Regions from separate parts of the Zea mays genome. Here region 1 is linked to region 2. Evidence: chromatin contacts called from public Hi-C data. All regions are on one chromosome and are shown on one strand. The core of a region is the stretch at or near the end of the contact, and the rest is flanking DNA. Distances in the headings are between cores, read along the strand shown. Region 1 holds the start of LOC100285671. Region 2 holds the start of LOC100280136 (Auxin response factor 16).

What was found. Hi-C and Micro-C count contacts between places; a contact is called where the count stands out from the background.
Region 1: a Hi-C map of endosperm shows a contact between it and region 2, with 2.1 times the contacts expected there. The contact joins the promoter of LOC100285671 here to the promoter of LOC100280136 in region 2. A contact is called at or near these places in 5 of 25 Hi-C or Micro-C datasets (ear, endosperm and leaf).

Annotation. Positions count from the first base shown.
Region 1 is chr5:51,197,337-51,204,604 of Zm-B73-REFERENCE-NAM-5.0, forward strand. It overlaps LOC100285671, which reads left to right and starts at 3,688. Exons shown (of 9, transcript NM_001367224.1): 1 at 3,688-4,190; 2 at 6,439-6,683; 3 at 6,773-6,857. The coding sequence starts at 3,873. It also overlaps the pseudogene LOC109939412.
Region 2 is chr5:50,934,008-50,941,512 of Zm-B73-REFERENCE-NAM-5.0, forward strand. LOC100280136 (Auxin response factor 16) reads left to right here and starts at 1,905. Exons shown (of 4, transcript NM_001361024.1): 1 at 1,905-2,201; 2 at 2,367-3,691; 3 at 3,779-4,770; 4 at 4,936-5,350. The coding sequence starts at 2,576. The coding sequence ends at 5,005. LOC103626334 (protein FAR1-RELATED SEQUENCE 1) reads left to right here and starts at 6,564. Exons shown (of 17, transcript XM_035959029.1): 1 at 6,564-7,313.

The DNA of each region.
Region 1 (7,268 bases), core at 2,438-4,937, 270 kb after region 2:
ATCAGGCCCACTGCCCCACTCTATTGAAACCCTACCCTGCGAGGGAATATATAAAGCTCAGCGAAATCTATGTTCCCAGAAAACCATGAAGGTGAACTGAACTGTTCTCACACTCCACACCTACAACTTGTGACATCGTAATCAATAGATATTGTGATATCGTAATCAATAGGTATTGTAGTATTCTAATGGATTTATATTTCATTTTCCTAGCTACAAATCCTCAACTAACTCACAAAAACAGGAACTTCTAACTCCAGAAACTATTGTCCAACAAAATACCTTCCAAATAGGTCGTCATACTCATGAATCAATCAATTGTACTTACTTTACCATACAAAAAAGAGCAACTAATCCAAGAAATAATTTGTGCAAGTGCAAGCTGCATATCATTGGCATTGGAGTAATCCTGGATTCCTGGACCATCTATTGTGGAGAAATATTGTGCCCATACGGTAAGCATATTTTAGTGGAAATGGGGTTTGGAACTAAACAGATTTATAAGCTATCAGAGTCGAGAAGAGGGAAAATTGCTATGAGAAAAAAAGGAAAAGGAAATACATAATTTTAGATCTTCGGTAGAAGCTAATCATTTAAGCTTGATTGCTTAAAAATAAAGAAAATCAATTAACCAAATTAGCACAACGCACGCAAAGGTTAGATGATGAGATCACTAAAAATAGCACCTCCTTGCACACAAGGCAAACACTTTAGCCGAGCTAATCATTTAACCTTGAGTTGCTTGCTTCTGAAACATCTTACAATTTGACATGCTTCACTGTTCGTGCATGCAGAGAACAAGGAATCAATAGAATTTGGCGGCAAACCAAGTGCTGCTTACTGGATAATTAAAGACATTCTTTCCCACTAAAACATAATCAGGTAGTCAGAGAAATAATGAAGTCATACCATATATTGCTCCCAGTGTAGCAATCCAATCCGATAATCTTAGAAAGTGATAGCTGTAAAGCAGAAAACGATGTGTGACCGATCTATCTGTTCACATGCCAAATTGAGAACGGGAGTGGGGTCACGTCAGGAATCAGGTTGGTAATACGTTGAGTAGGTGGCGAGTGGGAGAGTTTTGAAGCATCGACGGTGGAAACATGGCAAGGGTTGGGCGGTGTACGGTGTACCTCCATGGTGTGTTTCAAGCGACTGTACTTCCGAAGCTCCCTGACGACGTGATTGAGCTGATAGTTCTGCACTGTGCGGCCCTCCTCCGCCCATCGCCGCAGCACCACCACCACGCTACGCTTCGGGTAGATGAGCTTCAGCAGGCGCTGCCCTGGTGTGTCCCCACTCCCCGTAGTGCCGCCCGCGTGACCGCCTCGGGCTGAGGAGTAATGGCGCTGGTCAGCCGTGGGGATGAGAGCTCGCCGGCCGGGAAACGGAGGCTCGCCGGCCGGGATGAGAGCGGCCACGCGAGAGCCGCCGCGCCAGAGCCGCGCGACCGACGGAGAGCCTGCGTGCGGGCGTCTCTAGGTTTTTTTGCTAAATAGGCCGTATACACTTGAATTGATAGATGGGCCTCAAATAGGCCAGCCAAATAAATTCCATCTTCTCTACCGCGGCGCAAATAAATGGTACCATATCGGCCAGCAAAAGAGAGCGGTAGCAACTTATAAACGTGCCTGCTATGGAGAAAGCAATCAGCTCTTGTAATCAGTTAGTGGTATTGTGAACATGTGTCAAATTTTTGCGCGCGCGGATGGACGATCCAGATTGAACAACAGCGATGCAGATGGACGATCCAGATTGAACAACAGCGATGGACGCTCCAGATTGAACGAAGGCAGAACGGCAGGCTACCCTTAGAGCCTTAATAAGTAGTAGAGATACTCAGAGCTCCACCGCTCGGTGGGACCCACAGTTCAGAATGATTCGCTATTCTAGCGAAGAGAAGGTGTTTTTTCTGACCTTCGGCTAATGGCCTTCATTCACATCACAGTTTGAATTTGTTACAAAGAAACAAATTAATATTGCGTGTGGCTACTGTTGGGGCCTTCCTCTTCCGAAGGTCCTAAAAAACATGACTAACCACATGTTTTCAGCATGATATGGATTATTACAGGGAGCTTTGGCTTCAGGACGAAAGTTTTCTCCCATGGCAAAGACATACGAGGTAAAGATATAATCCAAAGACGATAAGAATGAACGCCGAAGCTATAGCCGAAGAGTAATAACTTCGGCTTAAAATGGTGATGAAGGCTAAACATGATGCTGACAGGAATGGAAAAGGACCAGCTAGTCCTTAATGATTTATGTTATGGTCATAAGTAAGTGTCAGGGACATAAATGTACTTTTACTCGGGCTACGTCCCGTGCCTATAAATAGATGAACAGTAGCACCGTACTGTTCAGGTTGGATTGTAATCACTCTCGCATCAAGACCTTCAAACAAGCCGAAGGTATCAATGTAATAACAACTTTGTTAATGTTAATGTTAATGTTAATATTATGAAATATAAATGTGAAAAAACCAATGAATTACATTCATTATCGTTATGTATTCTTATCTATCCATGAAATGATGAATGCATGTCCTTCATGACCTTCGTCTGATGATCATTATATCCGAAATGAGGTAATGCTTCAGAGGACGAAGGTCCTTAATACTTAATAATTGTGCTGTATTGTTCTTGATTCACAACATTTAACAACAAGTGACCAACAGGTATAGGGCTTCGGGCTCGGGTTTTATGCCCAGCTCTAAAGGCTGCCACACAACCCTTCACTACAAAGCACTACGCTGTGCTTTGGTGGATAGTATAAAATACAAGACACAAAACTGTCGATGACACTCTTAACATTATTATATAGTTAAGTTTGAAATAATAAATAAGATAGAGTATGTGTTGGAGATAGTGCTAGACGAAATGCTCGTGGCTCGTTGGCTCGCTCAGTTCATGGTCAGCTCGGCTCGGCTCGGATCGGCTTGTTTGAATTTTTTCACGAGTTGAGCTCACATCCTAGCTCGGTTCGTTAACGAGCCATCTCGGTTCGTTAACCAACCAGCTCGCGAGCTAAACGAGCTACCATATTCCAGCAAAACAAAACTATATGTATATCATTTATGGAATAATTGATGAACATGTTATATGTATGTGAGGTGTCTATGTCCTATGAGTTAAACTAATGATTAATGAACTATGTCTATGTGTTAAATTGGTCTATGTAAATATAATTGTAGGTTAAACTGATGAACATGTATGTGACTTGTGAATTGATGAGTAATGAATTGTGCTAGTTTGGTGTTACATTGACGTGGTTTGTGAAACTATGAGTATAATTACTATTTTTTATTGTTAAATTAGTTTGAAATTAAATAAAAATAATTATTATGTACATATTATTTTTTATGTCTGGCTCGCGAGCTAAATGAGCCAGGTCGAGCTCGTAAACGAGCTGAGCCGAGTTGACTCTATGGCTAGTTAGCTTAACGAGTCGAGTCGAGCTGGCTCATTAGCTTAACGAGCCACCTCGAACTCGGACGAGCCAAGACGATCTGGCTCGTTATCCAGCCCTAGCTGGAGATGACTTAGGATGTGTTTGGTTTAAGGTGAAAGTAGGATAAGACAGGATCAATGTCGCCCCCTCGATTTTTTTAGATCACGCCGCCACAAAAAAATTTCTGCGATGTTCACACCATTTCTGCATAACTATCATCTAAACACACCACTTCACAAGTTCGTGTGTGTGGAGACTGAGGCTGAACTTCAGCTAAACGTCTTCGGTCACTCGTGCTGGTCGCGCGGCGATCTACGCCTCTCCGTCCTCCAAACGAAACCCTAACCCGCGCATCCAACCTCCATCCATCCTCCGAGCCCCAAACTCCAAACCCTAGACCCCTCCCCCTGCCTTCGCGGCCGATGGGCGCAGATGAGCAGCCATCTCCGACGCGGAAACGCGACCGCGAGGAAGGGGAGGACCTCTCCGACGGGGGCGCCGCCGAGAAGCGGCCGCGCGCCGAGGTCGCGTCCCTGCTGGGGCTGGCCACCTACGAGGACGAGGAGGAAGACGAAGCGGCCAGGGGTCACACGAATGGCCGACACGCGGTGGAGCCTGAGCTAGAGGACGACGAGGATGATGATGATGAGGACGACGACGTGAGGAGGGCTCCTGAGAGGAGGCCCAGACAGGTAGAGCTGCGCCGGGACTGCCCATACCTCGACACCGTGAACAGACAGGTGTGCACTTGCATTCAATGTCAATTTCGTGTGCCTTGGTGCGAATTTGCTGGCTTAAACGCCGTGTTTTGCTCACAGCTCAAGAGTGACCTGAGATAGACGAAGTACTATTTACTGTCGAATTATCAGTTACTGATTGTGTTAGAGATGTATATAATCTACGCGATTTGAAGACTGTAATGGCTGATTAACATGTACCAGTATCTTGAAAATGAATTCCAGTATTATGGCGGAGTAACATCCTAGCAGCTCCTGATATTTGTCTGTACTATGCCTGTTCATCCTGGTAGTCTCTCCAGTATAGTATAATAGTTTGTTTATATCAATTACATATGACTACACTTAGGGCCTGTTTGGGTCACCTAGGTTTAATTGTTAGCAATGCTTTAAAGGTGAGAGGGCGAGGTGAGCGACCCCCTTCCAGCCGCCTAGGCGAATAAGGTGATTGCCTAGTCGACGCCTTACAAATACCTTAACTAATTATATAGCACCACTAAAATTTAGAAGCAAATCATACCTGGAATCTTTCACCCCTTAATAGCACTTCCACTATGCATCTAAAATAGCAAATATGAAAGCTCTTAACTCCCAATATCACTTCCACTCCACATCTATATCTATAGGATAAATCACAAACAGAGAAGCAGAGAAAGAACCATGAGAGGAGGATAGCATCTATAAAACAAACAGTGTTATTAAAACTACGTTTAAACGTCAAAACTATAATTAGAGGTTGAAACCACGTTTTAGCGTTTTGGCGTTGTAAACTGTAAAACGCAGTGTTTTATGCATTTTAGACCATTAGCTACTTTTGGGCCCAGTCTTGTAGTTACTTTTGGGGTTTAATCCAGCTCATGGGTGAAGTTTTGGTAAGCCACTAACCTCTCTGTATTGGTATTTAACTTCATATTATTGTCTGAAATTATGATGTATTGGTTTTTTTCTATGTTGTTTAAAACTACGTTTAAACAAAGTTTAAACGTTTAAAAGTCAAAATTTCACCCATGAGCGTTCCAACGTTTTATCATTTTAATAACCTTGAAAACAAAGCACTGGGAGGAAGTCGACAAGCAATAACAGGGCACAGGAAACCTTTGGCGTTTGAGATGACAGGAACTCAGGGAGGGGGGGGGGGGGGAGAGAGAGAGAGAGAGCAGAGAAAATACTTGGGACAATTTGGCCTGATAGGAAGCCAGGCTGTGGCTGGGCACCAGTGAAGAACAGAGCAGAGCTTCTGGCCAACGAGGAGTCAGGACCGAGCAGCCCTCCACTTACCCTTGCCCTGGGTCCATGTGGATGGCACGAAATCCAAGCTGTGCGCGGCAGACAGGCGGACAGTACGAAATCAAAGTAATTCATGTGCACAGATGGGGTGTGGGGTTGCGTCAGCGGCAACTCATAGCGAGCGCACATGGAAGAAGCAGAGCCAGCACGTGCCATATATTTCCTCTCGGTCTTTCGCCTCTCCCTGGACACCTAACAAGAGAGGTGGGCAGTGGGCACCCATACGCCCGCAAGCTTGGTGACCTGGACGCTCAGAAATCTTTGTCGCCTGGACGACTTGGCGACGCCTTTAAAACACTGATTGTTAGTCCACTAGCTGCTACAACCTACTGTTAGGTGACTAAAGTTTAGTCCTGTGCTATTTAGGATTTTAGATACATGGACTAGTAGCTATTAGTCCACTTCAGCTCCCCTTTAAAACACTGATTGTTAGTCCACTAGCTGCTACAACTTATTGTTAGGTGACTAAAGTTTAGTCCCGTGCTATTTAGATACATGGACTAGTAGCTATTAGTCCACTTCAGCTCCCCTTTAAAACACTGATTGTTTGTCCACTAGCTGCTACAACTTATTTTTAGGTGACTAAAGTTTAGTCCTGTGCTATTTGGATAGATGGACTAGTAACTATTAGTCCACGTTAGCTCCCCTTTGCCAATTAGTGAACTAGTTTTTAGTTGGGGTACGGACTGAAAATCACTCCATGCATTAGTTCACCTGTTTGGATGGCCTAGGACTAAATTTTAGGTGACTAAACATTTTAGTACTGGTATCCAAACAGGCTCTTGTTGTGTGTATGTTATGTATCTACAGTCTGTATTCTGCTGATTTATTTCTCCATTGATCTGGTCCCTGTAACATTTTTTGATCTGGTCCATGTAACATTTTTTTGATATGGTCCATGTAACATTTTTTCATTACGTCTTGTGGTTATTTACAGCTGAGTTCATTTTGTGCTGCTCTGCAGGTTCTTGATTTTGATTTCGAGAAGTTCTGTTCAATCTCCTTGTCAAATTTGAATGTGTATGCGTGCTTGGTCTGTGGAAAATATTTCCAAGGAAGAGGGTTGAAATCTCATGCATATACGCACAGCCTTGAAGCAGGCCATCACGTGTTCATTAATCTTCAAACTGAGAAGGCTTACTGTCTTCCTGATGGATATGAGATTAATGATCCATCGTTAGAAGATATTCGACATGTTCTGAATCCAAGGTGCTTCTTCATTGCTTCTAACATTACATTTCAATAGCACTTGATGGCTTTGGCAACACAGGCTGCTAATTAGTGTACTGTTCTGGCAGGTTCACTAAGGAGCAGGTTCTAAATCTTGACAAAAATAAGCAGTGGTCTAGAGCACTTGATGGCTCCAATTATCTACCTGGAATGGTATGTATCCTTAAAATTGACACAAAGGCCCTTATATGATCTTGTTTGGGTTACCTGCTGCACTTCCGTTGCTATGCTTTGGAATCTTCCTTAGCCAATTATATCAAAATATTTATTTTATAGTCTGGAAAATTGTTTGTTGGGGTATCACGAAATAGCTGGAAAATGCATTTTAAAGTTTTTTTTGTACTATTACATGGATCCTGAATATGTTGTGGACTTGCATACAAGCATTGTCCACTTAACTAATCATAGCAGTTTTTTCTTCAGTTGATCTTTTGGATTTTTACTGTTCTGTTGTAAGAATGGCACTATATCTAATCTCAAAAATATACTTTTATTACACATGGTAATTAGGTCTTTTTCTATTGATGCTTTATTGCCTTTTTATCTCATCTATAATTGCTGCTT
Region 2 (7,505 bases), core at 655-3,154:
GATATAGAAGACGTTGTTGAAGAGAAATAAAATATAGAACAGAAAAAACTTTTGAAAAAAGTCTATAAAGGACATACATAAAAGAAGGATAGAGAGAATATGGTTGGAGAGATGCCCGGTCACCAGGTTGGCTACAACTTGTCTGGCGAGGAATGGGACAGGAACTCGGAGCCGCGGCAGGATCTTGCCCTACTAGTCCCTGTATCAATGATGATGCGATGCCCATCCATCCATCCATCGACCTTGTCTGGGATTCTTAATCCGCGAATACCGGTTAATTAACCCAGGTGTCTGGTGGTCAGATCTGATCAATTCCATTCACGTCACACCCCCTGATTAATAATTAAGAAAAGGATGGCATTCTTAATTGCCTCGCAACGCAAGTCGCCACACGCACACCTAATCCCGGATCCGGGGACGAAATGACCGGGCAACATCAGAGTAGACACACCAGACCGAGAGAGCAACCGCAGAGCACGAGTCCACTCCACCCCGCCATCAAGGTGACCTGGGCTGGGCATTCCCACGCGACCAATCGCCCGCCGGGAAGGGCCGGCCGTGTGCCAACGTCGCCGACGGCGACAGCGCGAGCGACTTGACCACACACTACACGCCTGTCCGCCGTCTGTCCCAGATGGCACAGCGACACTTGAACTAATGACCAGGAACCGCCTGCCGATGGTTCCCTGGTCTGCTGCATGCTTGCTGGTTCGTGTTCCGTTGAAACGAAAAGGAAAATCGCCAGGCCGACACGACGAGGCCCGTTCATGCATTATTTTCGTCGCTTCTTTAAGGATGAAGAAGCGATGACGCGTGTACATGGGGGACGAGGTGCGCGTGCGTGCGGTGAGGTGCGGTGGTTAGCTGAATCGAGATCCATCTTTTGACAGCGTCGGAACGACATGTGGTACGTCAGAATTAAGAGCGGGGCGCGAGGACACGGCCGCAACTTGGCCCATTTTGCGGCACCACCGGTCGCTGCTGCTCTTCTTTCTGAAATCCTGTGCCGAGGATGGCGTCATGCTTTCTTCTTCTTCGTCTCGTCGTCGTCGTCGTCTCCTCTCCTTCAGCTGGTATGTACAGTGCTTCCCCGTGACTGACTCGTAGCCCTCGTCGGCCGGGCTCGTTCCACCGCGACTGAGGTCAAACCATGTGCCAGTTTTCCTTTCCCCTCATCCGACGAAAAGCTAGCAGCAGCACTGCTCCATGGCAATGATCACCGACACCGAGCAAAGCAAAGCTGCCACCCATCAACACTCATCAACACCCCACGCCGCCATGAGCTCCGGTGAAAAAAAAAAATCTGTTCTGCCGTAAACGAAACCCTCGGGAAGAAGAAGAAGAGTCACGGATTCAGTCCATCCCCTCCATGTGTCGTGGTCACGAGAAAGCTGCGGAAACACGGCCGGTGCCGCCGGTCATGCAAGTCGGCCATTCCAAAAAGTTTCGGCCTGTGCGTTTTCAGGCGTAGTAGAGTTTTCAAAAGGTAGCTAAATAAAACAAAAGAAAAAGAGAACGCGCGCGTGTGTGTATACAGTATACACACACACGCTTAGTAGCTCCGTGGAAAAAAAAGCATCGCATTATTGTCTAACACTAGGATGAAAACAACAACACTTGTCGATTTAGCGTGTGGTCCCGTCTGTTTGTTTCCTTCTGATGCTGATTGAGATTTCAGAGAGAGAGAGCAGAGAACGGCTACGGGACAGCAGTGGATAATGGTACAATGATGCAGCTCATCGTGCGGTGGGGGGGAGAGAAAAATCATCATCAGCGCTGGCACTTTGGCTGCGCAACTGAAAAAGGTATTAATAAACAATTAATTAAGCCACTACTAACCAGGAGTTTAGTGGTAGTAGTACTAGTAGGCAGTGGTACTTGCTTCAGATGCAGAATTGGCTGCTGCTTCCCCGCCTTCTTGACTGCCTGCCTTTCTCCCTCCTCTGACCTCTCTCTCTCTCTATTTAGCTGTTTTGCTGAACCCCATGTCAGCTGCAGTCTGGGGGAATCTGAGCCTGCTGCTCACCTGAGAGAGCCTGTGGGTGGGGAGGCAAAGCGCTGCAGAGGCTGCAGCAGAGAGGAGCGAGCGAGGGAGGGAGACGACGAGCCCTGTCGAGCTGTTCCGATTTTGCCCCCCCGAATACGTCGCTGCCCCTGCTTTGGAGGGATCTGAAGCTGCTGCTGCCTGCCAAAGCCCGGAGGTGAGTGACTGACCGGATGAATTCGGCAATCTTGTGGTGCTCCTGCCGTGCTGCTGCCTGGGTTCCCTTTCCCTGCAAGATTTTCTGAGGCGGAGGCCAACGAAGAAAAAAAAAACCCCCCTTGCTTTCTTCTCACCCCCCCTCCCGCTGCTTCTTTTCCCCCAGCCTTTTTCTTCAGCGGTAGGCTCTGATCATGATGGTGGTGGTGATGGCGGCTGTCCAGCGGAAAGGCTTCTTCTCGTGCTAGTGGAGGAGGCGTGAAATTTCATCCATAAAGGCTGTCGCGGTGGGTGGAGATCTTGCCCAATTCCGCTGAAATCGCCTCCGGCTACGGGTTGGGTCGGGTCGGGTAGCGTGGCCGTGGGCGGTGGGAGATGATTACTTTCGTGGACTCGGCGGCCATGGAGCGGGAGCGGGAGAGTGACAGGTGCCTGGACCCGCAGCTGTGGCACGCCTGCGCCGGCGGGATGGTCCAGATGCCGGCGGTGCACTCCAAGGTGTACTACTTCCCGCAGGGCCACGCGGAGCACGCGCAGGGCCCCGTGGACCTCCCCGCCGGCCGGGTCCCCGCGCTCGTCCTCTGCCGCGTCGCCGCCGTCCGCTTCATGGCCGATCCGGACACCGACGAGGTCTTCGCCAAGATCCGCCTGGCCCCGGTCCGTCCCAACGAGCCGGGCTACGCCGACGACGCCATTGGCGCCGCGGCGGCGTCGGGCGCGCAGGAGGACAAGCCCGCGTCCTTCGCCAAGACGCTCACGCAGTCCGACGCCAACAACGGCGGGGGCTTCTCCGTGCCGCGCTACTGCGCCGAGACCATCTTCCCGCGGCTCGACTACTCGGCCGACCCCCCCGTGCAGACCGTGCTCGCCAAGGACGTGCACGGCGTGGTCTGGAAGTTCCGCCACATCTACCGCGGCACGCCCCGGCGCCACCTGCTCACCACCGGCTGGAGCACCTTCGTGAACCAGAAGAAGCTCGTCGCGGGGGACTCCATCGTGTTCATGCGGACGGAGAACGGGGACCTCTGCGTCGGCATCCGGCGCGCCAAGAAGGGCGGCATCGGAGGGCCGGAGTTCATGCACCACCACCACCAGCAGCCGCCCCCGCCGCAGGGCGGCGGGTACGCCGGGTTCTCCATGTTCCTGCGAGGGGAAGAGGACGGCGGCAAGATGATGGCCGCGGCCGCCACGAGGGGGAAGGCCGCCAGGGTGCGGGTGCGGCCAGAGGAGGTCGTCGAGGCCGCTAACCTGGCCGTGAGCGGGCAGCCGTTCGAGGTGGTGTACTACCCGAGGGCGAGCACGCCAGAGTTCTGCGTCAAGGCGGGGGCGGTGCGCGCCGCCATGCGCACCCAGTGGTGCCCCGGGATGAGGTTCAAGATGGCCTTCGAGACGGAGGACTCGTCCCGGATCAGCTGGTTCATGGGCACTGTCTCCGCCGTGCACGTCGCTGACCCCATCCGATGGCCCAATTCACCCTGGAGGCTTCTCCAGGTAAACGAACCAAGCTCCATAACTATCAAAGTTGATGATTTGCTTGCGGCAATGCATGCTGATGATTTGTGTGTGTGCCGGGGACAGGTCGCCTGGGATGAGCCGGACCTGTTACAGAACGTGAAGAGGGTGAGCCCATGGCTGGTTGAGCTGGTGTCGAACATGCCGGTCATCCATCACCTCACAGCCACGCCCTTCTCGCCGCCCAGGAAGAAGCTGTGCGTCCCACTGTACCCGGAGCTTCCGCTGGAGGGCCAGTTCCCGGCGCCGATGTTCCACGGAAGCCCCCTCCTCGGCCGTGGCGGCGCCGGTGGCCCGATGTGCTACTTCCCGGACGGCACTCCTGCAGGCATACAGGGAGCCAGGCATGCTCAATTCGGCATATCCTTATCAGATCTCCACCTGAACAAGCTGCAGCCGGGCCTGTCACCGCACGGGCTCCACCGCCAGCTCGACCACGGCGTGCAGGTGCAGGTGCAGCAGCCGAGGATCGCCGCCGGGCTCATCGTCGGCGGCCACCCGGCGGCCCGAGACGACGTCTCGTGTCTGCTCACCATCGGCACCCCAAAGAGCAAGAAGCCACCGTCAGACGTCAAGAAGGCGTCCACGGCGGCGGCACCGCAGCTGATGCTCTTCGGGAAAGCGATCCTCACCGAGCAGCAGATATCGCTAGGCGGCGGCAATGTCGTGCCGGCGCTGGCGAAGAAGAGCCCCTCCGACGACGACGACGACGTGGCCGAGAGGACGGTGAGCAACTCGGACGTGTCGAGCCCTGGGAGGAGCAACCAGGACGGCACGTCCAGTGGCGGAGGCCCGGCGGCGCGGGCGTGCTGGCAGGAGGAGGAGTGCAACAACAGGGCGGCAGGTTCTGAGGACGACCTCCTCGGGCACTGCAAGGTGTTCATGCAGTCGGAGGACGTCGGGCGCACGCTGGACCTCTCCGCCGTCGCGTCGTACGAGGAGCTCTACCAGAGGCTCGCCGACATGTTCGGCGTCGACAAGGCCGAGCTGACCAGCCACGTGTTCTACCGCGACGACGCTTCCGGAGCGCTCAAGCACCCTGGCGACGAGCCTTTCAGGTCCGTCCGTGCGTACTCCGTACCCTCGCGGCAGGCTGTTCTTTCCTTGGAAGCATCCTATTAGTATTGGGGGTACTTTGGCTTTGAATTGCTTGAAAGCTAGGACTAGGACGCCTGGACGGTACTGATGTACGCTTGGTTTGTAACATGCTTGTGAATGTGCAGTGAGTTCACCAAGACCGCCCGGAGGCTGACCATACTGACGGACGAGAGCAGCGACAGCTTAGCGAGGTAGAGTCCAGTCTCAAGGAGACGGCGGTTCGGCAGTTTCGGTTGGGAGTGGGAGGCGCCCCGGAACGGGAGCGCGTGCGTGCGTCTGATCCAGGACCAAAGATTTGTCGGACTAGTAGCTCTACAGTAGTGGAGTACGTACGTACACCTTGATGCTGCTGCTTCTGCTGTCAGTTCAAGTGGCCATAACCATAATGCAGCTGCCTTTGGTCACAGTGACTGATCGGATGTGTTGTGTACATCGGACCGTTGATTTGCGAACGCGATTACTGAAAGATTATTATTATTTTTTTGTATTTTTGATATAACTAAGGTGCTTTGGTTAGTTGGTTGGTTTGTCTGGGATGCTCAAGTATTCTCTGTTCTCGCTCTGTTCCTCTGCCTCTTGTGTCTCTACTCTACTACTCTATCATCAAGTAAACAAAAAAAAAAAAAAGGCATGGACTGCTCGGTGCTCTCACCTGGCCGGAGCTGGGATCGGCGGCCGGCGGGCATGGTTTAGTAATTTCGCATCGAATTCATCGCGTTCCACCGTCAGTTAGTCAGTCAGTCAGTCCGTCCGTCGGTGTTGTGCTGTCGTGTCGGCCCTTCTTTGACGCGCGCGCTACTTGTCACGTCCAGTCAAGGTCCATGCATGCCCTGTCGTTGTTCTATTTCTACGGAGATTGTGGTGGGCGCAGCGCAGGGACAGCGGTACGTGCGTGTCCTCCCTCTCCCTCCCCACGCGCGCCCCTTTCACCTTTTTATACTGACACTTCCGTTCTGCGATCTACCTGCACCTGCGTACATGCATGGCACACGGTTTGCCCGGTGATCACTCCTGCAGTACTCTCGTGCCGATCCAGTCCCACGGCCACGGCCCCGCTTCTTATGTATCCTCTGGGAATTCGTCTGCGCACGGGTGAAAAGCGTGGCACGCACACTAGCCGCGGTCGAAACCGAGGTACAGTACAGTAGGCTCGCGCGACACACTAGCCACCACCAGTTAACCAACCAGTCCCTGCACCGTGCACGTACTGCACTGCGTGTGGAAGAGTGGAACGCTCGTGGATCTTGGCATATCCGCCGTGCTGTTGTACGGCCACGCATTTGCTCTCTACCGCGACCGTTTTCTGCCGCGAGGCCGTGTGGGAGCTACGCCGTCGTCCTCCTCTGCTGTGATGCACGTACGGGTGGGTGAAAAGGTAGACGGACGGACGGACAGACACGCGGTGAAACCTCGGCGAATCACTCGTGCAGAAGCGCGGCAGAACCTTGCTTTGCTTCCATGTATGGACAGCTAAAATTCTCCCTCCGAGTCGTCTAATAACTCGTGCAGCAGTGCAGCGCATGCGTACACGAATGAGCCTCCATGTACGGACAGCTAAAATTCTCCCTCCGAGTCCTCCGAGGCCGCGCGCGGGCGCTGGCGCCGTGTCGGCAAGCGAGTGGCGTCGCTGTCTGCCTGGCTGGTCTCGACGAGATGTCATGTCGTCGTGTCCGGATCGGGCAGAACATTGCTTGCTAATCGTCGCACGTTACTTTCGTCCCTTTACGTGCCACTGGCCTGCGACTGCGATTGCAAGCGACGGGGCGATGTGTCGTGTCGTGTCTCGTTTATATATATATTACTACTCTATAAGGCTTTATTGTAGGCGTTCACATTGCACCGTATTCTGCCATCCTCTCCCTCGCGCAATCGCGTCGTGCTCACAGCCAATGCCCCCGCCAGGCCCTCCTCGCCCCATTCTCTCTCCTGCAATCCCCGCGGCCTCGCTCCGGTTCTCCATCCTCGCCCACATGTCGTCCCTAAACCCCGCCCCGGCTCTCTCCATGGAAAGCGCGTCCTCTGCGCTCGGCTCTCCGCGCTCGTCCCTAAACCCCGCCCCGGCTCTCCGCTATCCATGGAACGTGGGTCCTCTGCCCCGGATCACCGCGCCGGCCCTCGATCCGCGTCCGCGACAGCCCGATCTCGCGTGTGGATTGGGTACCCCTCTGCCCCAGATCGTCGCCTCCGCCCGGCATCAGCGTCCGTGTCCGCGTTGTGGCGTCCGCAGTCTCCATGGAAGGCAATCCCGTGCGTGGATTAGGCACCCCTCTGCTGGCGCCAGCACCGCCCATTCGGGACCACGCGCAGCCCTCGCCGTGCCATGCGCCACCATTGGCCTCCTCAGGTGGGACTTCCCCTTTCGAATTCTCAGATCTGAGGCCGCCGCCGGATCTAGAGGTGACAACGATTTCCCCGAGTTCAAGCGCCATTGACCGCAGCAAGACCTGAAGGACACCAGTGCTTCCTTGATTCCATCCTAGACGAACCGAGGCCCCCAAATCAGGTTTGATTCGTAGTTATCTTTTGCTCCAATGACTTCTGGATGCTTGGGCCACTTGCACAGCTGAACCACATGTGCTAGGCTCGATTTGGTTTTGGGATGAGTTAGGGTTTTGTATTGTAGCAAGATCTTGTATCTCTAACTAAAGAATTAATATGTATTGACGATTAAGTGAATTATAGATCAGCAGGCTAT